Linked DNA regions of Bos taurus: region 2 is linked to region 1. The links are chromatin contacts, called in public Hi-C maps. All regions are on one chromosome and are shown on one strand. The core of a region is the stretch at or near the end of the contact, and the rest is flanking DNA. Distances in the headings are between cores, read along the strand shown.

Region 1 (3,645 bases), core at 371-2,870:
TGGCTGTTTGTATCAGGTGGCCAAAGTATTGGAGCTTCAGCTTCAGCATTAGTCCTTGCAGTGAGTATTCAGGGTTGATTTCCTTTAAAATTCCTCCTGTCCATGTTTAAAAATGTACTTAGTAATTGATCAGTTACATTTTTTCTCTGGAAAGCCTTCCCCTAGCTGCCTCCTGCTCCTGTCCTCTGTAGAGTGAAGGCCCTCATTCTCTCCTGAGTTTCTTTCTCCCGGTTGCTTGTTTTGGCCTTTTTCTTTCATGAATAGACAGTTCCCAGATGTTTGATGATTCTTGACAAGGTGTTCTCCTATCTTGAGAGGAGGTGCTAGTCTGCAGACTGGGGGCTCTCTGTGTGGGGCCCGGGGCCTCACCATGAAGCATCAGGTGGGGACCTGCTGGTGCCCATCTTCTGCTGAGGAGGAGCGGGCTGGCTGTGGGTGGGAGAGCCCTGTGGTCTCACCGCTTCTTATCCAGACTTCTACCCAACTTTCCTGTTTTCACCATCTTACAGACAGGCCTCCCTGTTCCTCCCTGATGCCCCAAGCACTCAGAGCTCCTTGGTGCACCTCCGTCTTTATGAAATTCAGCGGTTAATACACTAATTAGCTCACTGCTTTGTGGCTGCTACTCCCTCGGGCTTACATCTCAGCACCACTTGTCCATCTGCTCTTTAGCTTCTAAAATGTTGTTGACACCTTCTCTTTATCCTTTTGGATCCTTGCCACTTGTATCCCTTTGCTTTCACTTTAAAGGGGTCTCTGGACTCAATCTGTCATAGTTAATCAGAAATCCTATAATTTAGGTTTTTTTCACTAGTTCATTCGTCTTTTCTTGATGTCTTTTCTCCTCCACATCCAGCTAGTAGCTCTGAATTAATGTAGTTTTACTGAAATCCATATACATTGTTTCTGCTAAAACAGTCTTTTAAGTTTGGTGATATCAATAAATAAAAATACTGTTAACATTTTTAAACCTTTCCTGTGGATGTTTACTACGTCATATGTATTTTACATGTATTATCTCATTTAATCATCATGACAGCTTTTGAACACCATCTGCTTAGGGCGGTCAGCAGCCCTTCTTTCCCAGAAAGATTTAGAATGCATCTGGAGAGAGATCGTTGCTAGTCCCAACCCCAGCTTTACGTCTGGTACTGGTCTTTAATCTCTCATTCCGTGTGTTGTAAAGAAACAGGTTGTGGAAGGCTCTTGTCAGATCCTGGGAACATGAAAGAAACAGCACACCCCACGGTAGTGACACGGCCCTGTCACCACCCCTCACTGAACCATAAAAGCTATTCAGAGGGGCTGGCAGCTGGTGAGCGACTGTACTTAGATCCTGGGTGCTGATGGGTGTTTTGTAGTTTCCAAGGGAAGTTGCTGAAAGTTTTCTTATCTTGACACTCCAAGGGCAAGAGGTCTCTCTTCAAAGAGAAGCGCCTGTTTCAGAAAGAGACATGGAAAGAACATAAAATCTCAGATCTTCCCCAGTCCTGGAGAAGACGTGGGAAGGAGTGCTGTGGTGGCCAGTGTGAGATGAAACTGAGCATCTGCAGAGATCAAGAAAGGGCTCCCAGAGCCCTGCCTGGTTCCCACGTCTGTACCACAAGGTCAGAGGGCAGCCCTGAACGTGAGTCATCTCACTGCTGCTGCTTAGCTGTGGCCCAGAGCAAGTTTCTCCCCCTCAGTATCTCTGGGGTGAGATTCCTCTGACTCATGGAATAGGACTGATAATGCCTGCCTCGGCGGGTGGTTATGTGCCTTAGATGACATAAGGTTTATAAAGCGCTTAGCTGACTTGGGACGTGTATAATTAGGGCTCCAGAAATGGCATCTGAGTCAGTATATACCTCTCTGAATATGGGATGCTAAGCATAAGTGATGCGGGGGTTATGTCTTCACCTCTTACTTGTTCCCTGTCCCTGAAAACTTGCCGACCACTTGCTATGGTGGTGAGACCAGAAAGTCATACGCTATGCTGGGTTTTTGTCTCTCCCCTTCTCTTTCTTCACACAAAATAGTTAAATTCAGGCCCACAAACCTGTGCTTGTCACACGGTTGGAATTCTGGGTGGATGAACTCACCTGGGCTCTCAGCCCTTGTGTACCAGAAACCCCACTGGAAAAGGTGTGCAGAGGCCACGAACTTGCTCTGAACCCGCCTGTGGAAGAGCAGGTGATCCCAAACTATTGTTAGTGTCTGCTGTAAATGATATGCCTCTGGGTTCGAGCAGAGTTCAGCCAAAAGCCCCACATGACATGGAAATCTGTCCTGGAGCCAGGTTTGTCGGGTAGAAGTTATGTAGCAAATGTCTCCAAACTTTGGCATCTGTCGTCTGCCAAGGGTAAGACAGCCGAGGATGATGGAGGGCTTACAGGAACGCGGACAGGGCATGCGACCCTGTGACAGCTGACACACTGCTTCAGGCCACTGTTGCTCATCCAGCTCTCCTGATAAACAGCTTTAAAAGCATTACGTGGTTTGGAAAGCATTCTTCAAAAACAGTTATATTTTCCAGACGCATGCCAGTCCACTGTTTAGTATTGTTGAAGGGTTTTGAGTTGTACAATCAGATCTCCCTTCAGTGGGGCTCTTGGAACTGTGAAGGACTTATCTGTCTGACTCCTGCCAGGGCAGTCTCACAACAGTGTTATCATGTTGGTCGAGTTCCCCCAGGTCTCTTTAAAAAAAAAAGTGCTCTTGGGTTCAGGACTAGAGTTTAAAAAGAAAGACTCTTTCATCTCTAGCTAGGCGTGATGGGCTCTTTAAAAAAATACTGCTTTCATCGTGCACCCCTTGGTTCATGGTTTCTGCATAATGAAAGTAGGAAATAACTTTAGATATTATAAAGCTTTGAGCCTTTGAGAAACTAGCTTTCTCTAGAGTATAAAGATTCATTTCATAATTCATTTCAAAACTCATCTTCCCAGTGCCCCTATTTCCAGAAATTTAGCTCCTTTAGGAAATTCTGGGTGTCACTGGGCAGGGGAAGTGGTTCATAGGGGAATGGACAGTGCCAGGATTAGGCAGTGCATATTGATCTTGAGCTGACATTGACCATGCTGTTGTTCACTCAGTCGTGTCTGACTCTTTGTGACCCTATGGACTGAAGACCACCAGGCTCCTCTGTCCGTGGGATTCTCCAGGCAAGAATACTGGAGTGGGTTGCTATTCCCTTCTCCAGGGGATCTTCCCAATCCACGGACCAAACCTGGGTCTCCTGCATTGCAGGCAGATTCTTTACCATCTGAGCCACTAGGGAAGTTAAAGTCTAATATACCACAGGGTTGTTTTTTTTTTTTTTTTTTTAAGTTCAGTGAAAAGATTCATAAGATTTTATTCTTATTCCAAAAATGCAATAGTAGAGCTGACGAATGGCCTCGAACATTATTCTGATTTATTGTGTTGAAGTGGCAGCAACTCACATTCTTTTACTACGTCAGTGTAGGATCAGTTCTTCCTTGATTCATGTCTCTGTGATCAAAATAACCGATCTGGATGTTCCCTTTGGGCGCTGGAGGCAGCATGCCCTCTTGAAAGAGAACAGGATTGCGAAGCATGAGACCAGAACCCCGATTGCAATCCTGACGCTGCTTTGCTTGGTGGCCTCGTGCTGCTTTTCATCCCCTTCTCAGGTCGGTCCTCCCT
Region 2 (3,645 bases), core at 624-3,123, 63 kb before region 1:
TCACAAGTATCCACTTGACTTATGTGACCCTTCGGAATGGGTTTGTTTGATAAAGTATATATTCCCCCAGAACACTTGGCACTCGCCCAGCAAACCAATGTCAACTATTTCCTGAGAGTTAAGGACTTCTTGTTTTTTAAATCATCTTACTAAGAAACACAGACACCTAACTGTTCCCAGTAGAAAACTTCCCCCAAGACTGACAAATGCCGTGTGATTTTCTCCAGTTGAAGTGACTCCAGACCCCAAGTTCCAGGGTATTGACGCTCACCAGTTTGCTTTGGATGCAATAAACTAGGAATCATCGAGGTCTAATGTTTCATTTGACACTATACTGAAGGCCAAAGTTATGAGGTGTGGGCAGGGGACACCCTGAATGTGGTACGTTAATGTCTCACACCAGGCGGTGGGAATTGGGACATCAATATTAAATCCTCAGCTTGTGGAAGTCACCATTTCACTGTGTCTTGAGTTCTCCTCATGGAGTCTGGGACCCATAAAATAATGTCATTTATTCAAAGAGTTTTCTAACAGAGTAATATCCCTTGATGAGCAGCTCTTGGGAAGTGCAATCCTCTCTTTGAGATGACTAGATAACGGCTAAAAGAATGGAGTACCGTCCCAGAGCAGGAATCATGAGAGTCTGACTAAAAGGTCTTTGGTATTGAAGGAATAATTATCTTGATTCTCTTGACTCCAGACCAGAAATGAGGCTGTCAGAAGTCTCAGAGGGAAGTCTCTCCAGGTTTACAGTGAGGGTACATTATTGCCAGATAGAGTGTCTGTTCAGAGGACTCAGAGCAGTCTCACAGGTGCTATCTCGATTGGATTCCTTGCTCTGCGATGGAAGAAGGGGGAGATAATAGCTCCATCTCACAAATGCAGAAAGGAGAGCAGGGCATTCCCCACCCCCCATTCTCCATTATTCTTCCGAGTTTGCATGTTAGAGAGCAGCAGAGTGATATGGAAAATGCCAGGTAGTTTATGTGTTCTTTCGCCTTTTTTTTTTTTTTAAGATCAAAAGAGTCCAGGAACCTTTAAAAGGTTTCACAAGGTGGCCTACAGCAGTCCTTTTCCCATTTAAAGCATTGGGGTATTACAAAAGAAGGGCTTTAATTGAGCAATCTAGTTTGGAAGAAAACCCACATTTTAATGGTCAGAGAGCAAGAGGGTGGGGGTAAGGGGGAATTTCAAACAAAGACACTATTTAAAAAGCCTAAAACTGTCTTCTCAAAGGCTTGAAATAATTTGTTGGGAAACTTCAGACCCTTTACTTTTTTCCTCCCCTCCCTAAATAAAAACCAGATTTGTTAAAAGGAAAAAAGATCCAGTATTGTTAATTGTATTTCAGAAAGTGCCAGAGAGGGAAATATCCCTGTAGTTTTTAAACATGGTCCCAAGAGGAAAATGGGTAAATACCCTGCTTCACATAAACAGTCTCTGTGTACCATAAATAAACCTTTAAAGAATGAATTCCAGACAGTTTGGTTTAGTGCAGGATAAACTGAGAAAGGAAAGGACGTGGCCCAGGGACTTGCTTGTCATCTGAGACCTTATGGCATATGGACAGGTATTTCTTCTTTAACTCTAAAGTTCCTGCAAGACTTCAGCAGGTTTTTTTTTTTTTTGGGTCTGGCGAAGGTAGGAATGGACAGTTTCCTATTTTTATGAGGAACTTATGAGCACAGATTGCCTTCTCCAGTGTCCATTTTATAACGGGAAACTGTCTGCTACTTGAGTAAATAAGCATCAACTTTGTACACTACTGTATTTGATTAGTCATTTAGTTACTGCAAGAAAAAGCCCCGATGGGCTCTTGCCCTCCAGTCTCCTGTGCTTTGACTCGCCAGAGTGACCTGAAGGTGGCAGAGTAACTCATACCAGTGTGCCACAGAGCAGCTTTCTCCACTGTGGGAGGCCCCACAGCAGTACCAGATAAAGATTACATTTTACTCAAAGGCCAGAATATTTCCTTGGTTCAGACAAAGTGTGTTAGCCACTCAGAAAGGGGATAGTGTCTCTCATGAAGGTTTTGACAGCTTAGTAGAGGTATTAAAGTCTTCTATGTATCAATATCATCTGTGGTTCTTCAGTGTTTGGCTGCAGTGAGGAAGTTGGGGTATAAAGCGTTTTGCCATCTCCTTTGTTTTGATCTCATTTCCTGTTCTCTGAGAAGAAAGTGAGGCTCAGAGTTGTATTACCAAAACAGAGTGCTGAACTGATGTTGGTACCTGGCTTTCCCAGCGTATTTATTGTTTGGTTCTGAGAAAAATGGTGAAGCCTGCTGGCCTCAGTTTCTTTGTCAGAGAAATGGGGAAAATAGGGCCTGCTCACTTCATCATCACTCACCGTGTGGATGCGCAAGGTGTGCGTGAATGAGGAGCAGAACGTTTTTCAGGAGAAATAAAATAATCCCCTATTCTGGTCTTCATGCTTTCTACCAGATAGTCACAGTTGTGAAAATGAGCATGCTCAAATCTACGACCTACTAATTATCGGCTACGGGAGTTTAGGCCACCTACTTAATGTTTCTTTGGGGGTTGTTTTGTTGTTGTAGAGTGTTAGGCTGAATTAAAACTTGAGGATGCTCTTAATCTCCGAAATGTTTTATCCTGAAATTTTTTAGTAGGCTACTAGTGACTTCCCAAGGCACCAAGTGCGGTGGTACTCTTTCCTGTCCTATCTCTGGAAGGCCCTCTGCCATGTTCGATACTATGGACTGCCCTGTTCTTGACCATGTCCTTTCTGGTTCTCCTCTGACTCTTCTGTTTGTTTCATCTCTTCTCCCAACCCTATGTTTATCGAAAAGGGTCATTTTTTACCTAGTGGACTAAACTCTCTGGTCATATCACTTGTCCATTTTAAAAATAATTTTATTGGTCTTTTATCACTAATAATTTTAGAAGCTCTTTGTAGAAGTTTTATTTTTGATGTAAGTTGCAAATATTCTTTCTCAGGTTTTTCACTTGTCTTTTTCCTTTGCTTTTGGTGTGCATATTGTTTTTTAACCATACAAAAGCTTTTTACTTTATGTTGTTGAATTTGTCAGTCTTTTTTCTTTTTGAATCTGAATTTCAACCCACTCTCTGGTTTTAAAAAATTGCATCTCGTTTTTCTTCAATTATATCATTTCATTTAAGCATACTCCTATTCCAAAAGAATTTAAGATAGACTCTGAAGATACATGCTGAAGGATTAAAAAATAAGAGAAAATGAAGTATAAAGTCCACTACATTGCATATGAGATTTTAATATAAAGCAGTTTTAATTCAATGGGGAATATATAGGTGTTCTAAAATGTTATTAGACTATCCAGATAGTGATATGGAAAAATATGAAGTTAAATTTGTTATCACAGTCTACATAAGAATAAATTCCAAACAGATCAGAGATTTATTGACATTATTAGCATGAATGAAAAAGTGTTTTTATATTAAAAAAGGAGAGCACTTGGCCTGCTCTCTAAAATCCTTAAATGTCAATCATGTTAAATAAAAATATAATTGGAAAACAGACTATATCCAGAAATTGTTAACAGGCTTATAGCAGACCCAAATCAGCTGAGAACTACAAGAAAAGCTAGACAGAAAAAAGCCCAAAAGTCTGTTGAAGGTATTGGAAAGTTACCAAGTCAGTACTCGAGGG

The links. A called contact is a pair of places that touch in the nucleus more often than the background predicts.
Region 2: a Hi-C map of skeletal muscle shows a contact between it and region 1, with 4 times the contacts expected there. The contact joins two enhancer-like sites. A contact is called at or near these places in 2 of 11 Hi-C or Micro-C datasets (liver and skeletal muscle).

The regions. Positions count from the first base shown.
Region 1 is chr16:41,249,621-41,253,265 of ARS-UCD2.0, reverse strand. The region is part of intron 65 of VPS13D (vacuolar protein sorting 13 homolog D); the gene reads left to right. Among named protein-coding and RNA genes, the nearest start is that of DHRS3, 140 kb to the right of the region's middle. Within about 2 kb of position 1,620, at least 31 of the 102 cell types and tissues checked have an H3K27ac peak or open chromatin away from gene starts, as enhancers often do. A contact at or near this core is called in liver and skeletal muscle, where this site is marked.
Region 2 is chr16:41,312,854-41,316,498 of ARS-UCD2.0, reverse strand. All of the region lies in intron 61 of VPS13D (vacuolar protein sorting 13 homolog D), which reads left to right. Among named protein-coding and RNA genes, the nearest start is that of TRNAG-CCC, 94 kb to the left of the region's middle. Within about 2 kb of position 1,873, at least 18 of the 102 cell types and tissues checked have an H3K27ac peak or open chromatin away from gene starts, as enhancers often do. A contact at or near this core is called in liver and skeletal muscle, where this site is marked.